Linked DNA regions of Zea mays: regions 1, 2 and 3 are each linked to region 4. A link is a contact called in public Hi-C data. All regions are on one chromosome and are shown on one strand. The core of a region is the stretch at or near the end of the contact, and the rest is flanking DNA. Distances in the headings are between cores, read along the strand shown.

The links. A called contact is a pair of places that touch in the nucleus more often than the background predicts.
Region 1: a contact with region 4 is called in a Hi-C map of leaf, with 4 times the contacts expected there. The contact joins the enhancer-like site here to the promoter of LOC100282843 in region 4. A contact is called at or near these places in 5 of 25 Hi-C or Micro-C datasets (bundle sheath, ear, endosperm and 2 more).
Region 2: a Hi-C map of tassel shows a contact between it and region 4, with 2.1 times the contacts expected there. The contact joins the promoter of LOC100282715 here to the promoter of LOC100282843 in region 4. A contact is called at or near these places in 2 of 25 Hi-C or Micro-C datasets (endosperm and tassel).
Region 3: a contact with region 4 is called in a Hi-C map of tassel, with 4 times the contacts expected there. The contact joins the promoter of LOC103651420 here to the promoter of LOC100282843 in region 4. A contact is called at or near these places in 3 of 25 Hi-C or Micro-C datasets (bundle sheath, ear and tassel).

The regions. Positions count from the first base shown.
Region 1 is chr3:220,053,005-220,056,142 of Zm-B73-REFERENCE-NAM-5.0, forward strand. No RefSeq gene overlaps it. Among protein-coding and RNA genes, the nearest start is that of LOC100382454, 62 kb to the left of the region's middle. Within about 2 kb of position 1,612, at least 19 of the 20 cell types and tissues checked have an H3K27ac peak or open chromatin away from gene starts, as enhancers often do. A contact at or near this core is called in bundle sheath, ear, endosperm and 2 more, where this site is marked.
Region 2 is chr3:219,590,182-219,593,467 of Zm-B73-REFERENCE-NAM-5.0, forward strand. LOC100282715 reads left to right here and starts at 1,910. Exons shown (of 5, transcript NM_001412184.1): 1 at 1,910-2,310; 2 at 2,400-2,621; 3 at 3,100-3,248. The coding sequence starts at 2,040.
Region 3 is chr3:219,649,122-219,652,531 of Zm-B73-REFERENCE-NAM-5.0, forward strand. LOC103651420 (GDSL esterase/lipase At1g28600) reads left to right here and starts at 2,022. Exons shown (of 7, transcript XM_020550527.3): 1 at 2,022-2,179; 2 at 2,376-2,713; 3 at 2,810-3,031. The coding sequence starts at 2,434.
Region 4 is chr3:219,842,838-219,846,462 of Zm-B73-REFERENCE-NAM-5.0, forward strand. LOC100282843 reads right to left here and starts at 2,151. Exons shown (of 8, transcript NM_001155749.2): 1 at 2,043-2,151; 2 at 1,838-1,907; 3 at 46-102. The coding sequence starts at 2,045.

The DNA of each region.
Region 1 (3,138 bases), core at 362-2,861, 210 kb after region 4:
AAAAAGCGGGGTTTTCTCATGCGATTTATCTCCAAGTACAGGGAGGACCGGAGGAGTATCTGTACGTTACCAAAGGTTTGACCAAACCAAACCAAACCTTTAGGAACATTCAAGCTGGCATGCTAGTTTGAATATTGATCGGTAGATGAGGCCAATAATACGGCAGTCTAGCTAGAGCTAGCCAGCTCCAACAGCAGTGGGATGGATCCAATAATTCGGCAAACACACAGAGCCCCGGGATTCCTGCGGCATCACTGCTGCTTCTGGTGGTATCTCTATCTCTGATCCAGCCTTGGCCCCTAGTATCGCGTACTACCAACAAGACAGCAGGAGGAATCTTCTCTGTGCTGCAACCGCAACTCATTGCCAATGATAAGAGGAGAGAATCCGTACAAGACTCGTTGCTTTTTTTTCTCTCATAGTAAAGGAGTTAAACATTCCAAACTGTATGCTGTTATTGATGTACTCCCTCCGGTGCAGTAAAAGAAGTCATCCTGCGCGTGACCGAACGTGCACAAAAAGAAGTCATAGCGCGCGTGGGTCTGGGATTTGGACGTTGTTGCCCCTAGTAATTGCACAAAAAAAGATGCATTTAAGAGGAATCGAACTTGAAGACCTCCAGTCTAGAATGCCTTGGAGCTGCTGCAACAACCAATCAAGCCTAATTGTTTTAGTGACGTTAATGCACCCATATCCCTATTTAATAGGGGCAAACAGGGAAAACTCTATGATAATTAATCACTCCTTGGTATGCACAATCATGTCATAAACGACTACCTTTACTGCACTGGAGGGAGTATGTTCATGTACATGAGAGAGAGAGAGAGAGAGATGTGTCACTGGGACACTGGCCAAGGTTTCAGCAATCCTGTCCGTAAACAGTGTAGCATTCCAGACGTGTCATAGAGCAGTCTAGGTCGGACTTGGACCCCGTAGGCAGGCTGTTGATACCCCCCTGTGTCTTCCAAAATTGTCGTGAGCCTTTTTCGTTTTTGTGTAGATTGGATTACGGTTTATTTATTCCAGCTGACCGAGGGCAGGACACAGGAGCAGATGATTTTTGCCGTGGCATGTCTATGTGAACTGGATACAGGAAGTTGACAAAAAGAAGAAAAAGAAAATCAAGGTATCTGTAGTGTCCTCGTCGTAGCAGCAAGGCAAGGCAAGCAGCCTCTCCGTTGAACGACAGCGGCCATGGGCTGAATTTAAACGGAGGCGGGCTCCGGTTTCAGGCTTCCAGCACGTATATCACTCACTATATGGATAATGGGTATGGACCTGAGCCCGATCCTTTCAAATAGTCGCCCAAACTACGTTTGCATGTCCTCGAGTCATCAGGGCTGGGCTTTGGCAAATGCCAAATGACAATCATCAGCCTGCGACGTACGACGCCAGCAGGAGGCGACTTGAGGCGCCTGAGAGCGGCCAACAAGACGAAGACGCCAAAGCTCACGAGTTACCGGCGCGTATCGTAGATTCCAGTTCCACGGCGGGCCGGATGGACTGATGGAGGCAGCCTTTCGATCACGAGTCACGCGTCTGGGCCGTCAGCTCCCTCAGCCGCTCGCACATGGGCGCGGTGGAAGAACTGGCCGGAACCACGGGTAGGCGTGGCCGCTGCGCGGTCTGACTCTGTGAGCCATCGGCGTGACCGCTCCGCCGTGCCAGTGCCAGGGCTCAGCCGTGCAGTACGGGTGCGGCGGCGCTGCTCTACTTGTGCTTGGCCCCGCCTCACGATGCGCGGCAGACTAGAGCTATTGCACAGCGGATGCATGGTACGGTAGGATCGAGTGGGGCGCTAGAGCACCAGCGAATACGCACGAAATAACGAGGACTTCTTTGAAATGCGGGAAAATTTTCTATTTTCTGTGCTTTTCTTGTAAAAATGAACTGATCCCTATGAAATTCCAATAAACCGAAAACGTCGAGGGGGGCGTACGGTGGGTAGGTGGTTCCAGTTTGCAGCACTGCAGGACTGCCACATGACAGGATGGGTTCGGACTGAGGTACTGAGGTGGGTTCATGGGGACCAGCACAACCCAACCGAGTAGCGACGGACAGGACTAACGAGTAACGAGTAACAGCCCAACCGAGCGCTCGCGGAATCACGACCGTCCGTGGCACGGTGCCCGGCCCATTACGAAGAGAAAACGGCCCACGCATATGTATACGCGGGAGTAGACTAGTAGATGCCGCAGCAGCATCTATCTCTGATTTGAATCATAGTTGTCTGATCTAAACTCATATTCACACCCATCTAAACAACCGAGCGCCTCCATTACATTTTTTGAGAATGGGGCTATTTTCATTCTGTGTTTGGCGAGTAGAACGGAACTGATACATTTTTTTTTGTTTGGTTGAAGAATAGAATAGAGTGGAGTCGCTTCATTCATTGTTTGGTTGGAGAAACATAATGACTAGGGAGGAGAGGAGAGCGCTCGTGTCCGGTCGTTTCGGTGGAACAGGACCATTCAAAGTATTTGTCTTACATAAACTCTAGAAGCCACTCTACTGCTCTTTCGTTGAAAACAAAATATCCAAAAAGAAAACAGGAATGAAGCTGCTTCATTCTCTTCCGCTCTTCAACCAAACACACCTACGCTGCATTTGGATCCTGTCCTCGCTTACCTTCATTCCCCTCTCCCCTACTGTGTTGTGCTGTTCGTGTCTGGTCCGACTCCCTAATTCTCTTCTCTCATCCTACCTGCTAAAAGATCCTCAAGGCTTAACGATTCCGACTTCCGAGATCAGCAAGAAAACGTCGGAGAGGATGAAGAAATCTATGGCAGCGGCGGCCGGGAGGACAGAGCAGGTGATGTTGTAGACAGTTAAAAAAACGAGTGCACACAGCAGGTTTTAGCAGCTCTCCGTTTGCCTTTGCTAAACCATGCCACCTCCAGCGCTCTGGCGCATGTGTGTGTGGTGTGATGCCTTGCCTGGTCCAGACAATTGCAGGCTTCAACTGTCCGCGAATCCCACTTTGCTGTCGAATAAATCTCTAACAAAAATCACCCGAGATATCATCCTCGGCTAGATGCCGCGGAAAGAGACCGCCGCTCTGGGCCGCCACCACCTACGCTGCCTTTTTTCTGCTGGATCGGCGTCGCAGTGGTCCGACCCGGCCACCGTAGCGCGCAG
Region 2 (3,286 bases), core at 660-3,159, 250 kb before region 4:
TTTACGCTAAATTTCGTACTCATTTACGCTGTTTTAGCTCACGGTTTACGCTGGAATCCGTCCGAGCCAGAAGCAGAACCACATACTGCATGATTTATGCTGTCAAGTACATGTCATTATGCAGTCGTAAACGCTGTCCACAGTGTCATATTCGTTCCACGTGATTCGGGCGTCAAAAGATTCCTTTATGCATGGTTTAAACATCTTTATCATATATATATATATATATATATATATATATATATATATATATATATATATATATATATATATATATATATATATATATATATATTCGTATATTGCCTTACGCTTATCGTCCTGGATTCTTGGCTGTCAATTACATGGCTGACGCAAGCACGCGGGTGCTGGATAGACCGCGTCCTGGCTGGGGCTTCCATTAGTAGGTGAAGTATATATATATATATATATATATATATATATATATATATATATATATATATATATATATATATATATAGCATCTAACTAGTTGAAATAAAGGTTTAACTAGTTGGAATAAAGGTTGAGGACAAAGCTAGAGACCCTGTAAATTATTTTAGAAGAAATTGATGTAGCAACAGATCCAATCACTCGTGATTGGACAGAGACCGTGTTAGGCCTTGTTCGTTTGTGTCGGATTGGTGGGTCGGAACGATTCCGAGCCGGATTGCTTCTCTAATTTATATAAACTTTGATTAGCCGGAACGATTCCGGGTACAATCCGATGTAAACGAACAAGGCCTTAGGCAAGGTTGGATCCGCCTTATCCATCGCCAAGTCAGACGCTGATGCATGCATGTCTGCCGCATTTTTTTATTGGTTTGATGACGCTGAGAGGCCAGCCTCTTGGAGGTCCCGGAGATCATTCACCGTGCCTTCCTCAGCCTCCCCTAAGGACGATCACTACTTAAAACTATATACTTTTGCTCTTTTTTAGACATATGAACTTTGTTGTGCTTATTGTATTTGCTTTTGGGTCATCAACCTAACTACCGCATATAATGTTAGTGGTTATAAACTATTGTTATGTTATGTAATATATGTGGTCTGCATATAATCGTCAAGTTTTTGCCTATTTGAAAGCACTCAGTTTTTAAGAAACAGGTTTATAAAAACTGACTTGGTTCCAAATATATCAGTTTGTGTCCCAGTTTATAGAATCTGGATTCTCAGTTTCTTAAAAACCAAGAAGCTACTTTTCCCTAGCTAAACCCAATTTATGAAAAATAAAGTGGTTCCAAACATTATAACCCATTTTTTTTTCATAAACCAGTTTCCAAAAAATAGAGACATATAGAAATTGAATTCTTAAAAACTAGATTGCTTTCAAATAGGACTTTGGAACAACTTCAAATTATCGTGTTATGAGTTATTTGCAATCCAAATTTATTACTATTATTATTATTATACTTTATACCATCATAAAAGAGAACTTTGTGCTATTTATATTATTTATTTATGTATAGTTTTGACACTAACTACAGAAGCGGTTGTCACATCAAGCCGTGCAACACGTGGCCAATGATCTACTATATGCATATAAAGTCGGCATGGGACCCGATGGATGGAGGACCACACGCCACTACTGGAGTACTGTATACTACGTACGAATGCAAAGCAGCTAGCAAAGGCGCGTCGTGGTCGATCGAGTATATCCAGGCTTGCTTGTCTCGAAAGTCACAGCAAAAGTCACAGCAAGCTAATTACTCCCTCCATTCCTTAATATATATCGTTCGTTAGTACAAATTTGAACTACTAAATAACAAATTAAGAGAAACGGAGGAGTACTATATTCGAAGAAATTGATGTTGCCCTTGGACAGATCCAGCAACCACTTTCGTTGGAGTTGAGTTAGATTGGACAGACCGTTTCGATTGGGCCCCGCCTTATCAATCGCCAAAAGTCAGACGCCGATTGGCTGCCGCATTTATTATATTGGTTTGGTACTTGGTAGTTTGGTGACGCTGAGGCCTCGTCCCCGATCAGACTTGTTCGGCCTCTTCGACGGCGTGCCCGTCTCCCCGGGCTCATTCGCCATGCATTCCTCAGCCTCCGCGAGAGGAGGACGAGGGCTCCTCTTGCCGGCGGCTGCGGCGGCGGTTGTGGTGCTACTGTTGGGTGCAGTGGCGCCAGCGGCGGGTTGCTATCCGCGCGTGTTCAACTTCGGGGACTCTCTGGCGGACACGGGCAACTACCCGTTCGTCTATGGCAACGACTCAGCCAAGCTCCGGCCACCCTACGGCGAGACCTTCTTCCACCGCGCCACCGGGCGCGCCTCCAACGGGCGCCTCGTGGTCGACTTCATCGGTAAGCTACCCACACTACGGACGTATTGATGAATTAGACTGCGTGGTACGTAGTACTGACTTTGAGATTTGGGATTCACGTGGTCGCAGCGGACACGCTCGGCCTCCCGTTCGTGCGACCGTATCTGAGCGGACGGAGCGCGGAGGACTTCGCGGGCGGGGCCAACTTCGCCGTGGGCGGCGCCACGGCGCTCAGCCCGGACTTCTTCCGTGCAAGGGGGTTCCACAACATGGGAAACCGAGTGGACCTCGACATGGAGATGAAGTGGTTCCGCGGCCTGCTCGACCTACTCTGCCCCGGCAACCTCGCCGGTATGTATGTCTCCAGCTGTTTCACCTCCTCGTCTCCTCCTGTTCCATGCTTCCCCATTTGACGCCCAGGACTCCGGTAAGGTTGATGCATTGACTGAGATGATAAATATCAAATTTTAATAATCTAGGGGTTTGGGGCTTCAGCCTGAAAAATGGGAACTTTCCTGGGTAAGAAACAGGAACTTTCTCCTATATAGAAACAGGAACAGAGGATACGGTCTGGAAAACCCTTCTTCTGATTATCCTATTTTTTTTTACCATATTTTCATATTTTACTGAAAGTACGCTAAACGATCGGTAAATACGATAAACGGTGTTGATCGGTATGGGCTTCCCTTCCCTGTCCTGTTTTTATCCTCGGCTCCAACTGCTAGGGAATGTATTAGTTTTATCGGAACATGGACTGCAGTAACTCCATCACCTTCTTTTGTTTGATGTAATCTCTATATGCTGATTCAGGATCATGTCTGTTGCACAGGTTGCTCGGATATGATGAACCAATCTCTCTTCTTAGTTGGAGAAATCGGGGGCAATGACTACAACGGACCTCTTCTTTCTGGAGTTCCCTTCGAGGAAATTCGCGCCATCACTCCGAGTGTTGTTGCGAAAATTTCTTCTACAATCAGCGTGAGCATTAGTTTTATTGTAGGTGCTGTAGCTGTTAA
Region 3 (3,410 bases), core at 772-3,271, 190 kb before region 4:
ATTGGGCTTAATCCAACTATTTATCTCTTTAATCGGGCCCTTGATTGGGAGGGCCCACGCTAACCTCGGTTGGAGTCACCGGACACACAACGCTATAGAATAGGACTAAGGGGGTCACATGAAAGATTAACGCTAGTGCCTCGCCCCAAAACCCTAATCCCCACAGAGACTCCCATCGCCTAATCGTCGGAGTGTCTGGAAGCGCGACAACCTACAGCGGCTCGGATCCCGATGCCTGCTGCTCCTCTGCAGTGCAACGGAATGACGACGACAACATCGACAACTCTCCAACAACAACAACAACAACAACAACAACAACAACGAAGGTGTGTTTCTCAGTTCCTCTTAGTAGAACAGATCTACTCGTCATCGAGTTTTTACTTTCAGTTACGGATTGGTATTCTAGTGACTTAGGAATCGATCCTAGGCGGTTCTCCAGATGATATCGTTTATAAAACGCCGGTCACTGAATGTCACTCTTGTCCAGATCTAGCATGCCGCCCTGACCGCAACTTCCGTAGTGTTCAAGGACAGCAAAGCATACTCTAGCAAGCTCTTCAAAGGTGCAAAAGCCCCGTACAAATTTGGCAATTTTCTACAATTCCACCACCTACTGGGATGAGTTACTACAATTCTACAAAAGCCCCGTTCAATGACCATTACTACAATTTCACAGTCTCCATAGGCCAAGGAATGGCAAAGCAAGCTGGAGCCTACTGGTTTGGAAGTCCAAACTATGGAGTGTTTACCTGGGATGACAAACTTTCAGGAGCTCGGGTTAGCATATTTCATACTCCGGACCGAATTAGTTAAAAGTATTTAGCAAGATCTTATTGCAAAGGAAAAACATGATCCGCCATGCATGTCAGCAACATTTTGTATAAAGTTGAACATATAAAGAAAAACTTCAGTCTTTCCCAAGATACTACTACACTATCAAGGAAAATCAGAAAAGGCTTATCTGTGTGATAACGTAGCATTCTAATGAATATTGATCATCACTAACACATTTTTTTACTCTCACCCAGGTTCTTCTCAGCAGATTGCAACTCTTCCTAAGTACGGGGTACCCTTACGAAGAAATACTAAGAACATTCCACAACCAAACTGACAACGACATGTGCTCATATTTACCTGTATTCAATCCATTCAGCTTCACCCAAGGTTGGTGATGTTCCTCTTTGTTTCTCTGTTTCTTGCTCCATAGAACAGAGCTAAGCAGTGACACATTTTTACAGGAGGATTAATACAACTCAACCATGAAAGGCCTCAATCATTGTGGACCTAATACAATGACTACTTTATACAATGACTATTAATACAGTGACAACTCAACCATGGTGTCAACACAACCTTCCTTGCTTCTTTATACAGTGACTATCTTGAAGCGGCTGACACGCCTGTGGACCTAATTCTTACACCGCACAAGGAACAAGGCAAGCAAGGTAGCAGCCATTGGATCATTCCACACGACGTTCAGCAGCTATCGCCGGTCAGCAAGAAATCCACAACAGATCAACAATCAATCTGTGATTACTACGCATGAAGCATGCTCTGATGTTAGTTTCAGTTTCAAAATTTTTTAGGGACAATTTATTAACATTCTGGTGTGGGATTACATTTTTTGGAAATTTTATTCCAAGAGCCCCCAATAAAAGGTTTTGGGGATATTTTTAGCGTTTTTTGTAGATGCTCTATGTGTAGGAGAAATTGAAGCATTGGAGGTCAAGTGGTCAACCATAAGGGCTACTTTGGTAACCTCAAATCCCCTTCGGAATTGGAAGGAATTGAGGTGGAAATGAACTAATTTCCTCTCTAATATCTTTTAATCCCAAAGGGGATTTGAGTTTCCAAACTAACGCTAAGTATCCAAAGTCAAAGCTGAAGCCTGAGAGAGTGAGAGTCCGCGTGAGCTTCTCCTGCTATAGTATAACGTAAGGTCTTGTGTGCAAAAAAAAAAAAAGGCAAATGAGCACAGCATGCACGGCACGAGAAACGAGAGACAGACAGCTCCACCCCCACTGTCTAGCGGGCCACACAACAATGTAGGCCTACAAGGCCGTTACTATAGTTAATGGCCACGTGTCCATCCTTTTGTTTGCACTCACGAGTCACAACGTTTATAAAAGCAGGACAGTCAACCATCTAGCCTGCCCCAAATCAGACTCGTTGAATTCAGGTGCTGTTTGGTTCACGAAATGTAACATAAAGGGTAATGGTAATGGTTTACACTTGATTACGGGCGGTAACAAGTTTGAATAGTCCGGTATCAAATTTTAGTACGGTATCTGATTACGGTTGGACTAAAACAAACATGATTTAACGTAATGACTTACCCATTACGTTACAAATATTTGAACCAAACGGCACCTCAGTTTCTTCTACGGCCGCCTCGAGCAGCGCGTGCCGACTTGATACCCTGGGAAAGAGTCCATGGCGTCCTCTGCCCCCGGCAGAGGAGGAAGACAGCTGATCCTACTACCGGCCGCGGCGGCGGCTGTGGCGGTAATGGTACTAATTGGGGCGGAACCGGCGTTGGCGTGTTACCCGCGCGTGTTCAGCTTCGGGGACTCGCTGGCCGATACCGGCAACTTCAGATTCTACTACGGCAACAGCTCCGGCGAGCCCGCACTCCGGCAACCCTACGGCGAGACCTTCTTTCGCCGCGCCACGGGGCGATTCTCCAACGGCCGCCTCATCCTCGACTTCATCGGTAAACTACAAACGCCTATCTGTCAGTCGACCGTTCGATCAAATTATCCTGCGTGGTACCGGTAATACTGATTCGAGATTTGTCGCGCGACTGCAGCGGACACGATGGGGCTCCCGTTCGTGCGGCCGTATCTGAGCGGTCGCCGCGCGGAGGACTTCGCGTCCGGCGCTAACTTCGCAGTTGGCGGCGCCACGGCGCTCGGCCCGGACTTCTTCCGCTCCAGGGGTTTCGACATCGGCGACGGACGTGTGCACCTAGGCATGGAGATGAAGTGGTTTCACGATCTGCTTGAGCTCCTCTGCCGCAGCGGCCGCTCCGGTATGGTTGCTCCCTTTTACCTCCTGGACTCCATCCTCTGCCTTCGACCTGATCTTTGGAATTCCACTGCTATCGGGGGAGAGAGAGGAAATTCTAGTGGCGGGTGGGGAAAGTAGCATATAGCAAATGAACAAAAAAAAAGTTCGATGTATATGGTGTGGTGTGCAGGTGTTTGGCGATGGAACGAGAAAGGTGCGCGTGCGATGCAAAGGTGTTGATAGGGAATGTTTGAATTCCAAAGTTATCCTTCCAAATCTAAAGAGAAGAAATAATCGAGTGAATGGTGATATAGGCAAAATGATTCATCATTGATGGTAACAGCAATAAATTGACGCTTGTGGATGGTATCGGTCCAATGCTAACCGGACAGTCTATACAG
Region 4 (3,625 bases), core at 901-3,400:
ATGATGAGACATACAATGATACAGTAACAATCATATGAGACATACGCTCATATTTCTTCTCAAACTCGCCAGTAAGATGCCTTTTCACAAATGTGGTTTTACCTGCAAGAAAGCACAAGGCATTAGACAATTATTGGCAAGAATTAAAGTCATTTAAATAAACTGAAATAATTAAACTTACTTTATAATATAAAATATGAACACAGCAGCAAGTCAAGTAATGTAGCCAGCACTTGCAAATTGTAAATTTGTAATCACTGAAAAAGAACAGGGCACTTTATACTAATGAGAAACACACAACCAAAAGTTAACCTCCAATGCACCTCAACACTGTAGATTGCACATAGATTTTTAACCACATGGGTACCCTTCTATGTGCACGCCTTTTACTAAACATATATCAACACAATACCTGTTTTGAAAAGGAGCACACCTTTTATTTTAAGTTGAATACCCATTATCCTACCCCAAATTGCTTCGAATTAAAATCATGTGCGAACTGCAACACTTATTTCTGATCAGATATAAACATTCTGTCCTCGAGTAACTCCTCAACCGCGAAAGGGCCTCTAGCCTAGTGGTTGAGGACTTCCGAGTAGCACCTCCAAGTCCTGGGTTCGATTCCCCTCGGGAGCGAATTTTCAGGCTTGGTTAAAAAAATCCCCTCGTTGTGCCCCATCCGCTCTCGGGTTACGATGTCCTGTGCGCCACCCTCCGGTTGGGCCGTTGTAGAGTGGACAGTTGACGTCGACCCGTTAGTGATGGGGGGCCAGGGTTCGGGAATTTTCTCGGCCGGGACCAATGTTTCGGTCTCTTCTTAATATAATACCGGGAGGGCGGTCTTTCCCTCCCCGGCCGAGTTTTTTGAGTAACTCCTCAACCTTTCATCAGAGACTAAACAGTACAACAATAAAGCCTTTTTAGTCCCAAGCAAGTTGGGATAGGCCAGAGTTAAAACTCAACCAAAACCGCAATTTAAGGTTCCGCAGATGGATAGCTGTTATCCATGCACTCATATTCAAGACTAAATCTTTAGATATCTTCCATCCTTTCAAGTCTCCTTAACCATATTCTCACCAGTCACCAAACAGCTTACGGTACTGTTGAGTAGATCCTTGTTGCAAGGGTACTATCAGCAGAAGATGATACAGCCTTTAAGGCTGGTCAGAACAAGAAGACAAAAATTGCCAGTAACAAAATTAATCCGCAAGAAACCGGATGCATCCCATGTATTATCCAAAACACAAGAGGATACAAATCCTATAGGAATAACCCCTTTGGAACAAAGGAGTGGGTTTTTTGCAAATCCTATTTAATGGCTTGTTTCATAGGAATTTTGGAACAATTTTTACTACAGAGGTTGAACCTCATGGAAAGCTTCCTTCGTGTCAGTCTCTCATCGAATTCCTCTGTTTTTCCTGTGATCCGTCTAATACGTTTAAACTTGCTCTTGCAGTTTTATGTGCTTTCTCAATCCATAGGATTCAAGATGTTAGAGCATTTTATTCCTATGTTTTCCTATTACTGCGTTTCAAAGATGGCTAAAAACCCCCAAATCAGCACACGAATAGCTAACGGCCCTCCGTGTAGAATCCAGTGCCCACAAACCAACCACGCCCCCCTACCAATCCCATATCCATATGCCTTCCCACAATCCCACCGGGCAAAATATCTGCTGCCTCAACCACGGATCAGTACCCAGTCCGCCAGATCTCTAAGAAATCACGGCAATAAACGTGGCGCGGGCACCAGAAACTGTATCTCCCAACATCCGGATACGAATAATAATAATAATAACAACAACATTCGAGGCATATGGAAGGCCAGAGAGAATCACCAGTTCCACCGTCGCCAACGATGACGAGCTTGAAGCTGGGGTAATCCACGCCCTGCTGATTCGGCAGCGCCTGCGACATAAAAAAAACCACACAATCACCGAACGATCAGACGATCCGACCAAGGCAAACCGCAGGATCTACGTCAGGATCACCGAGCGACAACCACCCTGGAATAATCGATCTATCGCGGCAGTTCGTGCTCACCATTTCTACGGCGCGAAGAGGAGTATGGTACGGGGCGGCGGTGAACAGAGAGACCGAGGAAGCGTCTAGAGAGAGTTCGAAATGGGCTGGATTAGTAGAGGGCGTCTGGAGCTGAAGGGGCCGACGCGGGGGCTTTTATATGGGGGAAATGGCGCTTCTCTATTGCTTTCTGGTGGGGGAGCGGTGCCGGTGTGGCCCGTGTGGCCGTGTAGGTGTAGCTTTGGATGGACGCAGGGATCTGGTGCCCGCAGCGGAAGGTGCGGATCGGTGGGCGTCGCTAGCTTTCCGCCCACGCGAGGTATCTGGGCCCATTGGGCCCCGATTTTCGGCCTGCGCGCGAACAGTCGTCTCTACGCCAACGGACACCTGCGCGGCTGCCTCCGTCTCGTTTTGACCGTTGTCACTGCGTGACTGCCCTGCCGCCGAGTGAGCGTTTGGCAGAACTTTGGCTCTAACTTCTCTTTTAAAAAGTTGAGGTCCTACTAAACATTTTCTTTAAAAACGGTTTATTACGGGAAATACCTAAAAGTCAGCCGTTTTTACTGTCGAGAATAAGTTATAAATAATAGCTTTATGATCTGGCTCTGGCTTTAACACTTTAATACATAGACATGACTTTGACCTTAAGCTAAGCCGTTTCTAACAAACGATTTACGAAATAGCTTTAACTTAAATAAAGCTATTTTTTAGAAAAAAAGTCAAAGCCAGAGCTTTATCAAACAAACTCATATTTGGTCAGGGATGTTCCTCTCCTACTTTTTATAAAGTTTGGCTTAAAATATTTATAAGTTAAAGAATTTTTTCTTTAACTTAGCCACTGTTGTATCAATGGAAAGTACGTATCAAGCATCGTGATCGCCGTGTAGCAAGCACATCCAATCCATCAAACGTGCCCGTCTTTTTTTTTTGGCTTTTTGACCCTTTTTTGAAAGATTTTTACAATTGCGTCTTTTTTAGTTTGAATTTAGAAAATAGATATCTCGTCGTCAATATAAATGACACTAAAATCTATAAATTAAGCTGACGTCTACATGGCAAGAGATGGACGGCGACTGCTTTCCTAGAAACGGCCGGTCGGCCTCATCCAAAAGGAGGTCTGCGATAATGAACGTGGCTTTATATTGTCGGGCTCGCGTCTCATGAGCCAGCCGTCCAACACGTGCCGACCAGATGAAGAACGTGGCATCTTGCATGCAACTAAACCTTGGGAGAGCTAGGTAGCTGTATTACATGTGTCGTGTGTCTCGATCGTCCGCCGCAAATGCTAGCTTAGCTTGGCTACCTACAAGTTAATACTGGTATATATGATGATTATAATCACATAGGATACGTAAAACGTGATGGATTAACAAATCAGGAGAAAATCTTTCGGAAAAGGTTCAAAAAAGCAAAAAAAAAAAACGGTCAAACGTGCTCGTCGCTGCCTTCTCTAGGCGTGATATACAGGGTTCATGCTATAGCTAAGGCATTATTTGGTTCACGAATTGTAACATAAATGATAATACTAACACTCGAGTGAAAGCAGTAATAAGTTTAAATAGTCCGATTTTAGTTTCCATCTAGTATCAAATTACGGTTAGACT